2 separate regions of the Arachis hypogaea genome follow, and region 1 is linked to region 2. A link is a contact called in public Hi-C data. All regions are on one chromosome and are shown on one strand. The core of a region is the stretch at or near the end of the contact, and the rest is flanking DNA. Distances in the headings are between cores, read along the strand shown.

What was found. A called contact is a pair of places that touch in the nucleus more often than the background predicts.
Region 1: a Hi-C map of leaf shows a contact between it and region 2, with 2.6 times the contacts expected there. The contact joins the promoter of LOC112795971 here to the enhancer-like site in region 2. A contact is called at or near these places in 2 of 8 Hi-C or Micro-C datasets (leaf and an unstated tissue).

The regions. Positions count from the first base shown.
Region 1 is chr4:5,632,225-5,636,781 of arahy.Tifrunner.gnm2.J5K5, forward strand. It overlaps LOC112795971 (mitochondrial pyruvate carrier 4), which reads left to right and starts at 1,575. Exons shown (of 5, transcript XM_025838199.3): 1 at 1,575-1,916; 2 at 2,886-2,984; 3 at 3,239-3,291; 4 at 3,894-3,967; 5 at 4,165-4,450. The coding sequence starts at 1,862. The coding sequence ends at 4,204.
Region 2 is chr4:5,597,181-5,601,691 of arahy.Tifrunner.gnm2.J5K5, forward strand. No RefSeq gene overlaps it. Among protein-coding and RNA genes, the nearest start is that of LOC112795969, 19 kb to the right of the region's middle. Within about 2 kb of position 3,116, at least 1 of the 3 cell types and tissues checked has open chromatin away from gene starts, as enhancers often do.

The sequences.
Region 1 (4,557 bases), core at 325-2,824, 34 kb after region 2:
CCCTGTCTCTGCTCTCAAGAAACTTGTAAACCTGTAGACTTAGCTTTATGTCCTTTCTTCTTATCCTTCCGTGGTTTCGGCTTATTCGGTTGAGGTTGTTTTGTCAGTCCTATACTCTTCTAGAAAGATATTTTCAGAATTGAAATTTGGTATATCACACCTAGTTGAATGATCGAAAGGAAAGGCGCCGTTGAGGCGCAGAAAGCTATGGAAGCTTGCTTACCTAAACCATTAGGGGGATACAGAAGCTAGGTTTGATTTCTGCCCCCTTTTTTGTGGATCATTCGGCGGTTACCAGATGATGGGATGAAAAACGAAAAGAGCGCTATCGGCAATATGGTTGTAATGTTCCAAATCTTAAGACTATAATGGGGGTGTTGTTAATTGGTCGCGTTCGAGTCTACGGAATCTGGTTTTTTTTTAATAAGTATTTTTTGTTTGTAACCCAGCAGCTTTTTCTTTCCCGTGTTAGGAGGCGCTATCTAGGTACCAATTAGTTTCTTTTTTACATCCTACAGGCCCAGCTTCTTCTGAGAAGTTCGCCAGCAAAGAAGTCTATTCCCTTGGATTCTATTTGAATTTCTTACCACTGGGGATTCTCCTATCGTCACTGTAGGAACATACTGAGGCTAAAGTAGCCGCAGTCTTTGTCTTTGAGTAAGTTGTTATTGAGCTCATATTTGTTCCTGTAGACTTTATTAAGCAGTGAATTCGATTTAGTAAGTATCATCTAACCTTGTTTTGCAAGCATTGCAAGGTTGAAAGCCTTTAGGTCATTGAAATTTAGTCCTCCTTGATTTCTGGATCTACATGTAATTTGCTAACTTACTCATTGCATCTTTCGCTTTCTATTTTTTTGTCCCCACCAAAACTGTAAAATAGTGCGCTGCAATTCCTCTAGAAAGTATTCAACAATCAAAAACAGCTCAGAGTATAAATAGGAACTATTGTAGCCACTGTCTTTATCAAAATCTTTCTACCACTAGGAGAAAATAGGACTCGTTTCTATTGTTGGAATTTCTGACGGACATTATTTTTAATATAGTTGAAAGTAGTTCTCTAAATAACTGTCAGTAACTCCAAATACTTATTTTGATTTTCAATATGTGAAACCATAATATAAATACTACCCTTAATTATATTATTATTAACAATTATTAATATAAATTTAGTTTTAATATATTATTATAATAAAGATTTATATTTAAACATTATATGTATTAAATAAATAATTTAAATAATATATAAAATTATAATATTTTATAATATTTATAAAATGTAATAAAATGTCAATAAATAAAAATATTTATACTTTATTTTATGATAAAGATATTAATATAAATTTATACTATTGTAATTTTTTTTCTCTATCTTCTTTTTATTTATTTTCTATTTATTTAAATAATACACGAATAATTAAACTTTTTCTTTGATTTTGTTTTCTCGTATTTTCTTTGTCAACGTCCAAACAAAGTGTTAGTCTCCATATGCAATTACCTAGGTTGTTAAGCTACTTACGCAATAAATAACGGAGACACTTAAATAAATCCAAAATCGAATGCAGCCAAACACCAAAACACATGCAACAAAAATCGCTGAGATTTTCCCGTAACGCCGCGAGTGTTACTGCCCTCTGCACTCTGCAGATGAATTTACCAATTTGCCCCAAACCAAACTTAGCTCAGCGTCAGCAATGAAGCATATACTTTTAACCATGTTAAAGCCACGTGTCAGGATATGATTGAATGGCGCTGCGAAGTGGATCCCTCTCCGCTGTTGTTCGAGCCTACTATATAGTTTCCTTTGGTCGCAGAAAGTGAACCCCATTTCGCAAAATCGAAAGCGAAGAAGAAGAAAAATCATGGCGTCTTCAAAGCTTCAAGCTCTATGGAATCACCCAGCTGGTCCCAAAACTAGTGAGTTACCTCATTCGTTCTTCCTTTCGTACTCGGTATTTTTTTTCTATACTTTCTTTTAGTCTTGTTTATTTTCGTCTATCGATGAGTTTTCTATTCGATTCGGTTCTTCGAATCTTCATTCCATAGCACATAAACTTCTAAATCGCAATCTGTTTCCAATTTTTATTCTTGAAGCTATAGGATATGACTAGCTGAAAATTCCTGATTTATTGGAAGGTCAAATGGACTCGCAGATTTTTATGATCAATTTTTTACCTTTTATTTTATTTTATTGAGAGGGTAAACATTATGTCTAAGTGTTCACGGTCAATAGTCTTAAATTAATCCTTTTTTGGGGATATATTTTTCGAATTGCTGGGATTCGTTTATTTTATTTGTTTAGGTTCCATTTCAGTTTACTTCAGCCTTTTTTATTTTTGGGTATTTTGTCCAAATCTAATTGAATGCGATGAATTTCAAGTTTTCATTCCTTGGGAGTTCTATTACATCATGAAATTGGTGGTTAAGCGAAGAAAAGTAGAAGAAAATTGTTGGGGATTTGACAGATGAAGGTAGCATAATGAGGCATTATGGAGAAACAAGTTAATTTTAGATTTATTCATGTTATACTTTTATGCAAATGTTGTGACCTGGATGTTCCTAATCTACCCGAGGATAGATAGATTCAGATCTTTAGCCATTGAGATAAAATGTATTGTAATTTATTGATCAACATTCGTCTGTGTATTCATGAATTGGTTAAAATAATATGATCAGAGGTGGCTTGCTGTTCTTGTAGTGAAATTTAAAGATCACTCACAAAGAGCACCAAAGGGATTATAATTTTCAGTAGAAAGTCATTCTTTCTGCTCTTCCACCTTGTTATCTCTCATTTGGTTGCATTGAACCACTGTTGCTATTGAGCGTTAAAATGAAAATTGGCTACCCTTTGCAATGCTTAAAAAACTCGTTTCACTTATTATGCAGTTCACTTCTGGGCACCAACATTTAAGTGGGGTATCAGCATTGCCAATATTGCCGATTTTGCAAAACCACCTGAGAAAATTTCCTATCCTCAGCAAATAGGTAAGGGATACATATTTACAATATCATTTACTGTTATATATTATGGACATAAATATGCAGCATGCTGCATGCATGTCTGAATTCCCTAGAAGGCACAAACATGCAGAAGTTTAAGATTTATACAGAATTATGAGTAATCATATCCATTTTTCTTTCTTTTTTTTTTTTTCTTGTTCAGCAATCAGCTTTTGCAGATACATTACCATGCATTAGATTTTATTTATATCTGTGCTGATTCCTGTTATCTTCCCCAGCTGTTACTGCTACTGGAGTTATCTGGTCACGTTACAGCACTGTTATCACTCCAGTAAGCTTCTTTTTTCCCCCTCAAAAGAAGGATTGCTTCAACATGTATTTGTGGCCTACTACATGGATCTTCTTTTTTCAAGCAAAATGTTATCAGTTGGCTATATTCTGCTTTGCAGTTGCATACCTCTCTTTGAATGTTGCAAGAGCATGACATACAAATTTGACTTAAATCGTTCTATAACATCAATTAGGATATGCCCATGGTAGTTCTAACTTCTAATGTGCAATTTAGGAGAACATAAAATTCCTGTTTTTCATCAAATAATTAATTAAATCATTAGATCATGATGTATATACTACAGCCTTCTCACTCTGATGTATTCATTTTTTCCCTATAGAATTTGGTATCTCATCTTTTGTCCCTACATTTGTTATCCTTGCATATTTTTTCTGCAAACCAAGTTGCTTCCTTCACGTCTCCTTGTGTGTGAGCATACAAGATTTGTATACTAGTAATGAAAATAGCCATAAGAGACATGTAAACTACTTTGTATATCACTTCCTGTTTATTATCAAGATTATAGTTTTTCTTTTTGGTTAATGTAGAATACATTTTGCATGATCCAGATGCATTTATGGTAATTATTTCTTATGATGCAGAAAAATTGGAACCTATTCAGTGTAAATCTTGCAATGGCAGCAACTGGCATGTACCAACTCTCACGTAAATTGCGGTGAGTTAATACCCCAAAGTGGTGGGAACTTCATGAAACTTGGCCATTGTTTTTTGGCAATAGTTATTATAATTTTCTTTAGAATCCGTAAGGTGTTCGTTATGCTATTTTTTGCTATGTTTTGCCAATGGTTATTATAATCAGCAGTGAACATCCTTGCCCATCATACATATATATTAACTTGTACTACTTTCCAGGCATGACTATTCCTCTGAGGCAGCTGTTGCAAAAGAATGATGACGAAAACATTTGAAAATCCCAAGTTACCGTGTCTATGGAGGGGGATGGCCTGTTTGTAATTTCCACACACAATTGAATTCTTGGTTTTGAACTAGTAATTTCATTTGTACTTTGGCAGGGCAAGAACTGTTGGATCATCCTCTATTGTGTATTTTCTCTTTTATTTGAATATTGTAGAATAAGGGATTTTACACAAGTAGTGAAATGAATGTCACAAGTCCCGAATGAGCCCCTTGATATTTCTTTTTGCTAGCCTTGCCTGTGTAGTTAATTTTTCAAAGTGAACCGGTTTTCCGGTTCCCTTCCCATCATCGCTTTTATACTTGATAGTTATGTGATTTCATAGATAG
Region 2 (4,511 bases), core at 1,866-4,365:
TCATATGTTAACGCACAATCACGTTATGTGCGCATACAAAATTTATCTTCAGATAAGTTATATATATAAAATATATACTGATTATTATTTTATTTGTATATATTTATAAATATTTTATATATTTTTTAATAAAATAAATAATTACAAACTAAATTAAAATTTTTACTAATAATAGAATAATCAAATATTTGGCATCATAGTAATAATTTTTTTAAGTAAAACAGTAAAACTTTTTATAAACACCAAAAAAAAATCATCACTGATATATTTTGTATTTTTGTGCATATTTTTTGTTATAATTTAAAGGAGTCTATTTTTATTATATATTTATGAATAAATTTGATTGTAAATATAAGCATAGAATTAGTCTCTGATTCTATTATAAGTAATTAATTAGTAGTATATTTAAGTAGCATAATTTTTTTCCACTTTGCATTATTGAATTAGTAAGCATAAGATATTTTAAAAATATCATGACATATACTTCGGTTTGAATTTAAGAAAATGATGCTGCTGATGGGAGTGCTACGAAATGGATTTGATAAATAGTTTAGATTGAGAAATTTGACTAATGAGGACATGAAATAATGACCATGAACATATATATATATATATATATATATATATGATGGCTTTCAGACCGAGTAAAGGGTAAAGGAAACAAAACCTAGTCAAATTCGTCCGGTTTGGATTAGAAATTAAAACCTTTAATAGTTTAGAGTCATTATCACACACATACCGTGAGATCGATAGATTCAATTTAAGTTATTATCATTATTTATTCATTAGTAAATAAAATATAACTCAAATAAAAAAAAGGTGGGGGAAGGTGTGACACCAAAACCCCTAATATTATAGTATATATATAATTTGAATATCATCAATCATTGTGAAATTAGTTAAAAGGTAAATATATGTTTGAGAAAAAATTATAAACGATCTCTCATAATTATTTTAAAAGATAATAAAATTTTTGACAAAAAAATATTTAATTCGATCCTTAAATTTTATTTTTATAGGACTAATTAATTTTTGTACTGAAAAAATTAATATTATTTTTTTTAACACAAGAATTAATCAATCCCAAAAATTATTCCTAGGATCAAATTGAATAAGTCAAATTTTTAATAATAAAAAGACTAAAATATTGTTATACATAATAATAATAATATTAATAATAATTCTTCATTTAAACAGGTTAGTTGCATTCTATAGATTATTATAAGAATTTAATTTTAATACAGAGTAATTAGTTTTATACGCTTATTTAATTACGTAACATTATATTAATAAAAATAACTATTTTTTTTATATTAATCGCATGAATAATTATAAAAAAAGATATATATAATTATAAGATAACTTAAAACGTTTTATACCCATCAAAATTAAACTCTTTATTATAATAGATTGAGCGATGAGTGTTATTTTGTCTTGACGGATGGGTCATGAATGAACGACGATGCAAATTAAAATGATGACTTCTGACTCATTCTTCTTCCTACCATTCACCTTCTAGCTGATGAGGTAGTGTTGGCATGGCTACACAGTCAAACTCAACCTTAACGATGAAGCAACAACAAAATCATGTGCATATCTCATTCTCATGAGAAATCATTTTCACGAGAAATTACTTTATTAACTCTTGACTTTTAATGTTATCCAATAATTAATTTAATTCATAAATTAAATATATTTGATCCCTTAACTTTATACTCATGAATCAAATTAGTTATTTTGTTATCAATGTATTTAACAAAATAATTGTATGTATATATAGTTAAAAGATCAAATTGCATTGCCTCTCCTACTCTTAATGTTATGTAAGCTAACTTGAAAATTGTCACAATAACAGTTATATATAACTAGTCATATAAATATTATATTAATTAAATTGGTGATAAAAGAACCAATACTTAACTTATGATTATAAATATTAGAAATTAAACTTAAAATGTTTCAAAATTAAAAGACCATTATAAAAATTTGAAATTAAGCTGAAAATATTTAAGACTTAAAAGGCCAAATTGATTATCGCAAAAATTTAGGACCAAATAAATTCTTATCAGTCATCTTCCATTACAGCTAGGTCAACTTAGGCCTATTTAAAATTATTATTATTTATACATATTTTTTTCTAAAATGTTATATGTAAAGTTTGAATTCTAAACCTTTAAATTAAAAATTATATTATATATCATTTATCTCAAAGATTTTTATTAAATATAAGAAACAAATTGTTTGCATTTTATTAGATCTTAGGCCATTTAAATTTTTATTTGTTAACAGATTCGTTAACCAGTTTAAAATAGACTTTTGAAAAAGTTAGTTTTATGCATTAAAAAAAACCTTGAATATATTATAAATCAAATTTAGACTGAATAACTATAGCAGAAATAGATTTAGATCTTTTAAATTTTGGATTTTATTTTAGAAAATAAAATATAACTTTTTACTATTTATTTCATAAATGGGATAAAAAAATATAAGAAAAAAAATATTCAAAAATAAAAATTACACTTTATTTTCTAAATTAAAAATCCATAATTTAAAAAATTTAAATTTAATAAATATATAATGTTTTAATAATAAAAATCTGACCTCACCTCACCTATTTTCATCTGTAATTACAATGAAATTAATAAAATTAATGCATGGATATATTAATAAGGATACTGATACATTCAATTTAAACAAAAATCTTCAATGAATGTATCATAAATATTTTAAAAAATTTAACTTTTAGGTTTTTAATAATTTTTTATGTCAAACATTTTAATGAAGCAAAATCATATATATAAAGAAAAATAAAGATTAAGAGTAGTTAATTGAAAATTTCACTACTCCACGTAAATAAATCAAATAATAATAATAATAATATCATAAGATATTTAATTTTCTTAATAAGCTAAAATGTAAACAAAAACAAGCAGCTATTCAATAATTTATCCACAACAAATATCATATCATAATTCAATCTTGAGACACATTTTATCTTTTATATATTTAGGTAATGGATTGAAGTATTAAGAAAAAGAGTAATGGGGGATGGATATCTCCATAGCGTATTATTATAGTGGCTAGTAGGACTGTGGGAATTTTAAAGTATGGCCCAGCACAAGCAATATTACATGTTCACTACTAAGTATTAAATGATATTCGTACTATATCACATAACATACATACCTCATACCACAAAAATATCCAATACTATTTATGAATATTTAAGATGCCGATATGTCTAACGAACTAGGACATTACAATGGACTAAATTCATCGGAGTAATTTGTTTTATCTATTTAAATAGGTAAATTTTTTTCTAAAATTAAATTCATTTAAATTTTAAACTATACGAATTAAGTTTGATTAATCTAAAAAAATGACAGATTAAATGACATAATCCGCGGGCAAGAAAATGGGCCATTTATTTTTTTAATACTTTTATTAAAAAAAATACTTTTAGTTGATATTTTTTTTTATCCGATTCAAAAATTCGATTTAATAACTAAAAAAAAATTATTTATTTAAATTTTTTTTACCTAAAAATAATATTTTTTGTTAAAATATTTTTTAAAAAATAAAATAAAAAAATGAACAGACCAATTTATTTAATCCATCAAACTAACCATAAACAGTCTAAATTAAAAAATTATATCATACCAATAAAATAAGCTTAAACAAACCAACTTATTTAATCCACGAACTTAAACGAATTAGACTTAAATGTGCTAGACTAACTCATTTGACAAACCTATCTAATATTGAGATTATTATTTTTTTAAGTTATTCGTACAAACTCGACTCTAAGCGAAAGAAAAACAAAAGATTTGTAATTTATTTCTTTTTATATTATCATCAAAGATGGACCAATATTTACATGTGTTTTCAGTCACAACAAATACAATTTAAAATATACCAAACATAACACATTAAAACACCTCACAATCTCACATCAAACATGCAATACATCAATAAGTTCATAAGAAAAATATTACACACAATTATTTTAAGTCACAACAAATTTTTTAATAAATAAAATAAATTTATTATTTATTGATAATATTATATATATATATATATATATATATTGCTTTTTTTAAAACAGAAAGCTTAGAAAATTAGTTTTAATTAATTTTAGATAATTTTTATGGTAAAATTATTTCTTTTACCTTCATTCTTTTAGATTTTATGGTTTAATATTTAACATACATTTAGAGTTAAAATTTATAATTAAAAAATTAGTTACTATCAACTTAAAAAAATAATTTTTTACTTAAACTATTTTTAAAAGTATTGATACTATTAGCGAGATAATTAAGTAATAAATAAGAAAATATAATTATTTTTAAAAAATAATTATGTTAAATGTATATTAAAATTGGTTATTAAGATAGAATACATATTAAAATATAAAATATACATTAAAAATGAGTTAAACAACACATGTATTTACATACAAATATATGATGGTTAATTTTAATATACAAATAATATTTTTATGAGTTAAACTT